Linked DNA regions of Rattus norvegicus: region 1 is linked to region 2. The links are chromatin contacts, called in public Hi-C maps. All regions are on one chromosome and are shown on one strand. The core of a region is the stretch at or near the end of the contact, and the rest is flanking DNA. Distances in the headings are between cores, read along the strand shown.

What was found. Hi-C and Micro-C count contacts between places; a contact is called where the count stands out from the background.
Region 1: a Hi-C map of the A7r5 cell line shows a contact between it and region 2, with 6 times the contacts expected there. The contact joins two enhancer-like sites. A contact is called at or near these places in 7 of 12 Hi-C or Micro-C datasets (the A7r5 cell line, Schwann cells, frontal cortex and 4 more) and 1 of 1 datasets of contacts at active chromatin or transcription factors (oligodendrocytes).

The regions. Positions count from the first base shown.
Region 1 is chr5:118,098,200-118,103,477 of GRCr8, forward strand. No RefSeq gene overlaps it. Among named protein-coding and RNA genes, the nearest start is that of Rps18l5, 12 kb to the right of the region's middle. Within about 2 kb of position 3,577, at least 56 of the 93 cell types and tissues checked have an H3K27ac peak or open chromatin away from gene starts, as enhancers often do. A contact at or near this core is called in the A7r5 cell line, where this site is marked.
Region 2 is chr5:117,883,900-117,889,094 of GRCr8, forward strand. All of the region lies in intron 10 of Nfia (nuclear factor I/A), which reads left to right. Among named protein-coding and RNA genes, the nearest start is that of Rps18l5, 230 kb to the right of the region's middle. Within about 2 kb of position 3,527, at least 53 of the 93 cell types and tissues checked have an H3K27ac peak or open chromatin away from gene starts, as enhancers often do. A contact at or near this core is called in the A7r5 cell line, where this site is marked.

The DNA of each region.
Region 1 (5,278 bases), core at 2,327-4,826, 210 kb after region 2:
ATCTAGGGGGTCCCTAGGAGCAATAACCCTATTACAGTAAAGGAGGCAAGCCAAGATACTTGTAAGCTCTGGAGAACCCTTAACACAGGAAGCTATTTATCATAACAAGCTTGGTTGATACTCTTCCCATACTGAACCAATTAGGTTCCCTATTTCGTCATACTTCATAACTCGGGATGATAGGCTTCCAATGGTACAGTGGAGTAATTGAATTTTGATCAAACACACATGGCTCATAACCCAGTATGTGAAATTTTCAGAACAGTTCACAGCTTTTAAATATCCAGTCAACATGTTGCCAAAAGTACAGGATGTACTTGATGCAAGGGGGAGAGAGAAGGGAGGGCTAGATCATGGTGGAGCTGTAAAACAAATATTCTTTTCTCTCGTTCTCTTCCGATTTTTCAAATAGCAGTAGGGAAGGGCTGGAGGACATCACACTACAGCTCAAGTCTCCCCTTGACTTGCTCCTCACGCACAAACATCTTGTTTCAGATGAGCTTCCTTGTTCATGGTATGAAACTAGTTTTACATGTGACAATTTTCATGTCACATGTCCATGACAGACGGCCTGCTAGCATTTCTCCTTGTATCAACACCCAAATATTATTTCTCGGCCACCTGATATATGTTGGGCACTGACTGTGCCAGTGAATGCTTTGGAGCATGAGAAATGATTCCTACTCCATGGAATATATCATATACAAAAAGGCAGACAGGAAATAAATCAAAAGCAGTAACTTTATACTTATAACCCATGAAGAGTGGTGAGAAGGAAGACTCAGACGTCAGGAGCGACAATAATGGTTATCTGATTGATCCAGAAGGGATAGAGTAGGGAGAAGTATGGGTTATACCTCCAAAGATGTGCTCTTCAAGACTGAACACTGAAGAAGAGATATTCCCAGAAGACCTCAAGGATAAGCCTTCAAAACCAATGAGAGTTTGCCAAGTTCAAAGACGTGAAGCACAATATACTGAGGGTGCCAAAAAGATGGGGTAAGGAGTGGGGGGGCTACACGAAGGCATGCAAGGGGTTATACAAGGCTTGCTTGAGTGTCACAGGACGGTGAGACAGGAAGATGGAGAGGCATTGCAACTGAGTAGGAAGTGGTAATGGCTTAGAACACAGCTGAGATGAGGACCAGTGAAGAGATCTGAGGGTATTTCCAAGAAGTGACATGACTTGGAAACTAAACGTGAGAAGTTGGGGAGAGGGGTCTCAAGCACATCTCCAGGTTTCTAGCTTAAGCAAGTGAGTGAATCAAGTCTGCTGAATACAGCTTGTTTCTCCAACCCTTAAGCATACACTAGAGCACACACGGGTACCTGAAACTTTCTCAGTTCAGTCTTCAGAGGGTGTTGGTCCTGTGCTTGAGCTCATGCCGGGACATAAGAGTTTCCATCTATGTGCTCATCAAACCTTCATTACTAGAAGACTCTCCCTGAACTATGGAAAAGTCACATGTGAACATAACCTTGAAGATTTTCCTTTCCACTCTACAGACATATTTAGAGATGCCTGCCAATGGAACAAGAACCCAAGAAAAAACAAGGCGGCCCTTTGGGACCATTTAAGAACCAGGTGTGTTTCCTTATCATCACATAGAGTTGTCCGGGCATCTCTGATGTGATGGCTACGAGATCCTGGCCTGAGCAAAGAATATATTCTCTCAGGGAAGAAAGGGGGAGGGAGGGAGAAGGAGAGGAAGGGAAAGGAGAGGAGAGGGGAGAGGGAGAGGAAGAGAGAGGGAAAGGGAGAGAGAGATCAGCATAGCACATGATATGTCAAGCACTTTGTCACATTGAACTTATGACAGGATTATTGACTCCACAGGGGTACCCAAGCACAGATAGACTGGAGAGGGTGTGTTTGAAAGAAGTCTTAAAAGAGACCTAAAGTTTGCTAATCAAGAGAAGATGAGGAGAAATTCTAAGAGGGGGCAACAGCCCTGTGAAAGCAGAAGGGTGGCTGAGTGGAAGGTCCTGAATCCATGTTGGCAATGAAAATCTGACTTCTGCTTCTCCTATGGAACCTGTAAAACTCTAACCAGTGTGCAGTAGACACTTACCACCTGCCCTAGAAAATTCTAGTTTGGAGGCCCAAATACAGATAAACAGAGGGCCTCTAACTGCAACCGTGATCTCATGGGCTCTGTGTTTACCTCCTGTGTTTATCTCCTGGAGTTGGAAGAGCCTCTCTCTCAAAAGTCATTCTAGGTGGACACTTGACCACTCCTAGAACCCGGATCTTCTAGAGGGTCCAAGAAGATGTGCCAGTGGCTGTTCTTGTGGGCTGGAAAATGCAGACAAGAGAAGGACTGTAGAATTTAATCTCAGTCGGCAAGGCAAAGCAGTACCATTGCCCTGGTGTGACGGTGACCGCCATCAGAAAACAAAGAACGAAAGTGTGTGTGTGTGTGTGTGTGTGTGTGTGTGTGTGTGTGTGTGTGTGTGTGGTGTCCTTTAATTTTTAATAGCTATTCAGACAGTCCTTGGAGAGGGAATTGGCAGGTTCAGCGGGAGGCTACTCCCCCACCTGTCTCCAGGCACTGCAAACACAGCTGCAGAAGGAGACAGCCAAAGCTTCCAAGGAAAGAAATGGTGCGGAGAGCTGGGGTGGGAGGAGGACGCCTTTCACACAAGCCCACTGGGGACTGGGCCTGTCTAGCAACTGCAAAAACAAGCCAAGAGGACACAGTCGGCTCTCTATACAACTTCATGTTAAGTAAAATCCATTCAAAACCCAGCTCAACACCCGCTTCAAAATCATTGGTTTTTATTGGTTTTGTTCTTTTTTTTTTTTTTTTTTTTTTTTTTAATGTGAGAGCAAGGTAACCAGAGCTCTGGCAAGGCCATGGTCGGGTTTTGCTGCTTGAATCAAGATGAACCTTGAGGATTTACACGCTGTCCTAAGACTTGAAACCAAGTACACAAAACACAAACCTTCAAACCTTCCCGGTACAGTGCCTAGAAATGTCTTTATCTGTATTCCCCCAGGCTGAAAGTACACACACGGTTAGGTTAAAGTTCAACTCCCAAAGAAAAGGAGGAAGGGGGTGGGGGGGTGGAGAGAGGACAGAAACAGCGGAGTCTAAGAGACAGGGGGGAGGGGGAAGGATGGGGACTGGCGGGGGGTGCGGGGGGAGACAGAGAGAGACAGAGAATAGCAGCCCAGGCCAGATTTCAACTGTCCTGATGCAAATGTTAGCAATTCTACCGTGGCCAGGGGCTCGCCGCTCCCCCAAAGTAAGGCAGCAATTAGAAGGGGGGAAGAGGCCGTTTTAGAAGACGAAAACTAAAGCAAAGAGGTATTTTAGGTATCGTTTTAATCACAAAATAGCACGAATGTGGTCTGTGCCTGCGTGCTACACAAACGTCGATTTCAATACCACTGAACGCTAGTTTGAAAATTTCCATTTTTGTAATTTGCTTCCCTTTGTTAGGGCCAAGATTTGAGAGAAACCTGGCAGCGTCCCCAAGCCTGGCACGGGATCGCCTCAGACGCACTCGACTGCTCGGAAGGCGGAGCGGGAGGCACCGGACCCGGCGGTGGGCGGAGCCAGGCCAGTGGGGCCCGGCGCAGCGCCTTCCTCCAGGGCGTCTGGCGCCACCTACCGGCGACCAGGCAAGCGTCAGTGCGACCCCAAAGCAATCTGCCTTGAGATGCCCGGACCTGGTCCCAGGCACTAGCAACAACATTTCCAACAAAGGCCTGCACTCTGACCTAGGAATTGATCTAACTGCTTTACATAAACCCCACCTGAGGACAAAGGCAGTCCACGATCCCAGTATAGGCTCAGGGAAGAGTGTGTGCTCCGACAACTGTGGCATGATTGAACGGATGAATGAACGAGCCAACCAATCAAAGAATGAAACCAGCCTATCAAAGAACAGACACCTAATGAATTAAAAAAATGAAAAAAAAAATCTCAGTTACATTTACGTTTGTCAGACATTTTGTCGATGGCTAGTAAAGTCTACAGTAAGTCTGCACTGTACAGACTACTGCAGTACCCCCTCTCCAGTGTGCAGAGCAGTAAGTTACATCTGCCAAGTTCATCCCACAGCTTCCCTTTACAGGCGAGTAAAGACAGGTTTCTGAAAGTTAAATGCCTTTTCCTATGTCAGTTTGGTGGTCATAGACCTAGTTCAGACCTACATTTTACTGACCTGTTTGGTGTTTATTTTGTAAGGGAAGAGAGTCGTTTCCTCTTTCTGTAGGCTAGCCTGCCCTGACACATGTTCTTAGCTGACTGGTTAAAGGAGGTAACTGGCCCCACCAACTACCTGTGGTTGATCCCTGAGCTTCTGTCCCAGCTTTCTTCTCTGAGCCAAAGCAGCTGTTCATACAGCTGTTTGCTCCAAAAATCAAGCTAATGCCAACTGGCTTTAAAAAGTGAGTGTTTCTTAGAACCTAAAGTCTTTGAGCTTGTGTGTTTGTGAGCTTCAGGCAGGTGCATGTTCCTTGAATCAATACACGTTGATATCCAGTATTGATCCTATATAACCAATCTATTGCACTCCAAGGCGTGCAATAATGCAGCTACTGAGTTTCCCAGCAACAGCTATGTGTGAAGATAGTATCTATTGGCCGAAAGGGAACTCCCATTAGACGTTAACACCCACAAGTCTAATGTAAAGGGTCCGTCCAGCATGAGGCTGTGACTTCATTATGTCAGGGGACTATGATTCTGAGAATACTGGGATCTGAATCGCCAGATTCAGACCACAGCCCAGTGACCAAGTGGAAATCACATACTATGACCTCTGGAAGGATAGAAATGCATCCTAACTGTTGGTCGTGGTGGCGATAGTAGCCATGAATGAATATTAAGTACGTTCTACATTCCAGGCTCTGGGCTAACTACATGATGTATATAATCTGATTTGTCTTCACAAATGTGGGTCTCCATTTTTAATCCCATTTTCAGAATGAAATCATTGAAGCTCTGAGAGTTTGAGAGACTCACCTCTGTTACGGATCCCAGTGGTGGGGATCCTCCTGGAATCCTGACTCCGGCTCCTAACCTTTACATGATAGGATAAATCGCTCGCCCTGCACGGCCTCCATTCACTTCCCTATCTCCCGTGCAAAGCTTCACAGTGGGTCTCGTGTTTCTATTGCCAGTTAGTGAAGGCATAACGTGAATTGTTCCTTTTTCATAAGAGCCCTCTGAGGTCCACCCAGGTTCACACCTCCAGGGTCTCGTGGAGGGACTCAGTGGAAGTGATTCCCAACTGGAGGTCAATCTGACATCCCAGAGACATGTTGCAA
Region 2 (5,195 bases), core at 2,277-4,776:
AGGTTCTTCCTACCAAGCCTGACGACATGAGTTCAATCCCTGGATCCCACATGATAGCAAAAGAGAACCAACTCCTGCAAGGTGTCCTCTGACCTCCATAACCCACTGGGGCAAACACACACACACACACACACACACACACACACACACACACACATACATACATACACACACACAGACACACATAATTTAAATTAAAAAAAGGGGGGGTTCATTTCTTCTTGGACCCTGCAGCCCAGCAAGTGTTAGCACAGCAAGGAAAGCCATAGCCCAGGGCCCAGCAGGGAGGAAGCATTTGGCTTTGGGGAATCTGGAAGGAGTTTAACACAGCACAAGTGGTGAGAAGATGAGGCTCTACAAAAGTAAGCGGGCCACTCATGGCCCATTAATGTTTTAATAGTTTCCTGCACAATAAACAAGTCTTGGTTTAGAGTTATTGAAAACAGGCTTTCTTTAATTAACAAAATAAAATCAGACAAGTAAAATGGCTTCGGACATCAAAGCCTGAGGCTGGCAATACCCATAACTAACACCTGTGTACAGCATGTCACCCTTTCCAGACACCAGTGCTGACCACTGCCATTCTCTCTCATGCCTGGCACTCCAGGGTCGCCCAGCACAGAGCTCTGTGTGCATAATGTGACACAGCCCATCAGTGGAATTCAGTAAGGTGCTTTAGACATTTGACCTCATCAGCTGAGTTTATCAGGATCCTTTGAGAAATCATGAAGGTCATGGAAGCCTAAGCAAGCCACTTCCTGCTAGACACTGAAACCCCTAAAGGCAGATGCCACATTTTCTTTACTCCCAACATTCCCAGACCCTCAAGTACATGTCACCAAGAAAATTGGAACCTCTTGGAACTTACTGACCAAGTGACTAAGGGCTCCCAAATGGTTGATCCTAAAAGGAGATGCCAGGAATACACACAGAGGTCTGTCTACTCCTTCTGTGTCAGAGCCGGGGGTGGGGGTGGGGGGTGGACACCCCCCCGACACACACACCCCAGCTTTTGGCTGATTTGCCAAGGACAACTCATTTGTGCTAAATAGTAGGCTTAGTTCATGCAAACAAGAACAGGAAGCCAAAAATGACTAACCGACTGGATTAGTGTGGTCCAGCAGAGGCAACATCACCAGGAGGGACAATATGGCAGCTGCGCTCAATGCAGACCTGCTTGCTGTGTCCCTTGTGTGGCTGGTGGGGAGTGATGTGTTGGAGGGGGAGCTTCCTGTATTTTTGTATTTCCGTTTATGTGTGTAAATGTCCTTAAATAACCCACCTTGCCCGGAGAAGAAAGCTAAGCGTCACACCCAGTTCTGGGTTCCACATTAACAACCTCCTTCCGTGCAGTGTTAAACTTTGCCCCGAGGCCCTTTTGTTCAAGTTTTTAATTTGAAAAACAGATTTTGCCTCAGTGAGTCAGTCCTGCTCTTCACTGCGCTCTCTCTCTCTCTCTCTCTCTCTCTCTCTCTCTCTCTCTCTCTCTTTCTCTCTGCCCTTTCAAAGTGAAATATAAACATCTCAGATCTATTTCTTTTTTGTTTTTAAAAATGTATGCCCTGCCCTCTGAGCAGAAAGTAAAAGAAGTTGCATGTGTTGTAATATTGGCTGTGGACTGGGAGGGTGAGTCTTGGTTGCCCATCTCCAGTAGACTCAGGACCATCTCCACTTTGCAACTGTGCACAACCAAGGCACAAGAGAAGGACCAGCCTGCCACTGTCACGGTGCCTGCTGCCATCTCAGCCCTCTTGTTTAGGATGCAGTGGGATGAAGGCTGTTGATGGTTCGTAAATCCTGACTACTGTGAGCATTCCAGAATCCCCACAGAATGGGGCTGGAACTTTTCATGGAGCTGTAAATTAAGGGGCGAGAAGTGTGATAAAACTCCTAAGAGAACCGTGCTGCAATGGTTAAATGAAATTTTATAAGCGCGTTCGTTCAGCGCAGAGCTGTTTTGCATTACATGAGTTGAATACCTTAGAGACACCGCATCTGCAGGCACTTTATTAAATCCTGAGTCAGCACTTTCCAACCTGATGAGATTACTTCTCCATCTGACCGGCTAGGAGGAAAGCTGAGCTCTTGGCCTGCAGATTTCTTTTGATGTTTCACCTTGAACACTGAAAGAGGACAGGTCCCCCCTCCCGCCCCTGGTACATCCCAAACTATGGACGTTGAGAATGTAACGTGGCTAATTTCTTGAAACTAGAGCCTCCGTGGGAGTGTGGATTTATGGGCCACCAAATCAAACTGTAGTTGAATGTTCCTGTGGGGGTGGGGGGGGATAGATCAAAGCTCAGTGTTTACTTCCTCGATGTAAATGTATCAAGATAACATCCTCCCATGCAGTACTGTAATATTGCCACTCTGCAGATAAGGGACAGAGAGTCCTTTGTAGTGGCCTGGATACAGTAGGGCAGATTAAGGGCCTATAAAGTATGAAGGCAGAAGCCATATGAAACCCAAGCAGATGTCAGATGTGAGGATGATTTTCTGACTCTGCACCGATGAATTTTGTTTCATGTGCCAGTATTTCCCCCAATGACTTGATTCAACCCAAGAATTTCCCAGTCACCGACTCTTCTTTCTGCCCCAAGAAGAAAGGTGCAGAGTCATTCTTTAGTGAGTGTTCTCACACTTGCAACGTTTTCAAGTAATCGAAATTAAAAGGAAAATGCCACAAGAAAAAGAGTCTTTCCTGCTCTTGCCTTACCCATCTGATGCGATTGGCAGTTCACGGAAGCCTAAAGAAAGCCAGGGGCACCTCTGTGTGGGCGGTTGTCACATTGTCACCACCAGTGTCTTCAGCTACGAATGGACGGATCGAAACCTTGGCAAAACGGATTAATTTCTTATTGTTTACAACTGTTTCTCGGCTACATTTCTAAAGATCATTTACTAAGAGACCTCATTCAAAAAAATAGAAAGAAAGAAAGAAAAAAGAAAAGGAAAAAGAAAAAAAATGTTCGTGTGTGGTTCCCCCTAACTGACTTCCCATTCTGGAAGCCCTTGGTCAAGTAGCTGGGTTAATTGTCATGAAGATTAGTGTGATGTTGAAATAAGTACTAATGGTCAAATTACAGGAGTGAAAAGTGGGAGAATAGGTTTTGGTTTGGGCCTGAAAGGGTTAATTAACGTTTTTTCACGGGTTATTAAAGACCCCCAACCCCTGCCTTAGGAGTCATATTGACAGCCCACCACAGGGCAGCTCAGCTCCTCTATTGACATGTTGCTGGTCGGAGCACAATGGTCTCAGTATCTGCAAATCATTGCTAAAATCATCTCAAGGAAAAAAAAGTTCCCAAGCTTTACCATTAGACAAAAGCCCCGGAGTTGCAGCGCGCAGCTCAAAAACCCAGAGTCAGCACCTTCTATCGATTAAAAACTAACCTTTAAAGTAACTCTGAGAGCGTGTGGTTAGCATTTAAATTTAAACATGTCGTGAGTTGATTTGTGTTACTGAGTACCAACTCAGAAGGAGTAACATTCACAGTGCAGTTTTTTTTTCCTAACTCCCTTAAGCAGCTAAAGTATTTCATGAGATGTCAAAAGGGCAGAAAGGAAAGGGGGAGGGGCCAACTCGGGGCCTCATCGCTTTCTTTCCCAGGCAAATATTCACCCCCCCCCCAAAAGAAAAGTGTGGAGAGCGAAACACAATAATTAGTCCTTTGTCTAACTTTCTCGAATGCCAAAGAAAGACAGATTAATTAAATATACAACAGTGTTGGTTTTTGGAGTGGGGGTCTAGCTTGCTGGGTAGGTCATAAATTAGGCAGAATAAATACTTCAGTGTGTTTGCAGTGGGCCTGCTACGTCAGAGCCACTGGAAGGTTGGTGGGAGGAGAGTGGCGGGTTTCTTGCTAATGATAGTCACGTCTGGGTCTGTCTGGTTGCTAAGAGCAACCAGACATGATGTAACACCAGGATGAACTTGAACTTGGGGGACTTGAAAAGAGAACAATAGACCAGAGCAATCAATAAAGCCTATTTCAGTGAAGGGTTACAGAGCTGCTCTGGGGTAACCTTGTGGGTGAGGCACACACTGAATAGCAAGATGTGTGAAGAAACTTTTTTTTCCTTTGCTTTGGTTAGCTTTGCTTCGCCTTTTAACAGAAGTACGGGGGCGGGGGGGCACTGCTGATTTTTGTAGCGCCCTGGGTACAGAAACTATGGGACGGAAAACTGCTCCCCCTGGTGACTCACTGGGTCCCAGGCCTTTACTTCAGGACTGCCACACTGAAGAAGTCCGGAATTTCACAACTGCCTTCGAAAGCATGCAGACAGATTGAGAACAGCACTTGCCACTCAGTTTGAGACTGTTCTGTGTAAGAGCAGATATGGAAAATGGATCTGTGTCAGAGATCAGGAGAGACTTAAAACAAACATGGTTTGGAGATTGCTTCCGTCCCCTTTCTTTCTTACTGATCTTTTCTTTTGTCCACTTCGATTTAGGCCATGTGCCCTTAGCAGGGTGATTTCTTTTCCAGATATAAGCAGCTTTATTGGTCAGAGAGTAAAATCTACGAGTCTACAGGATGAGGAGTTTTGTGATTTGAGCTAAAGGTTTTTGTTTTGTTTTGTTTTGTTTTCTTATAAGCGCCTTTGGAAATCAAAGGTGCCTTGTGTGACCAGGAAATTTTACACCAACTTCCACGGAGCTATCATTTAGCCGTTTATCCCTGGGATCAAAGGAGTCCCGACTTTCCCCTAATTGAATCACCCCCACAAGAGTGAGCCTTAGCCCTCCAGAATCAGTTCTGACTGACGTAAACCCCCCTGATGTTTTCAATACAGAGCTCACAGCCATTAGCCTTGCCTAGAAGCTGGTAGGTTTTCTGACTCTTGCAAAAAGTACTGAATTCTTCAGAATACTTAGAAGAAAGCTGGGGAAAAAAGTCATACAATTTTTAGCTTCACTTGAGACATTAGTTTTGAGATTGCTCTGTAATAGCTCATTTTGTTGAGCGAACTTTCTTTGTTGACAAAGGATGCAGCAGACACAAAGGTAGTTACCTGGACATTTCTGAAAGGGACACAAGACTGGCTCCACAAGCTGGCAGAAAGCTCGAAGGCTTTTCTGAGTGAACAGAAACATAAATGAGGTCTACAGTGGTCTCATTTCCACCATGAACTTGACTTCATAAGGAGCCATCTTATTTATTACGTATCTTTTCTAAGAATATACTTGTGTA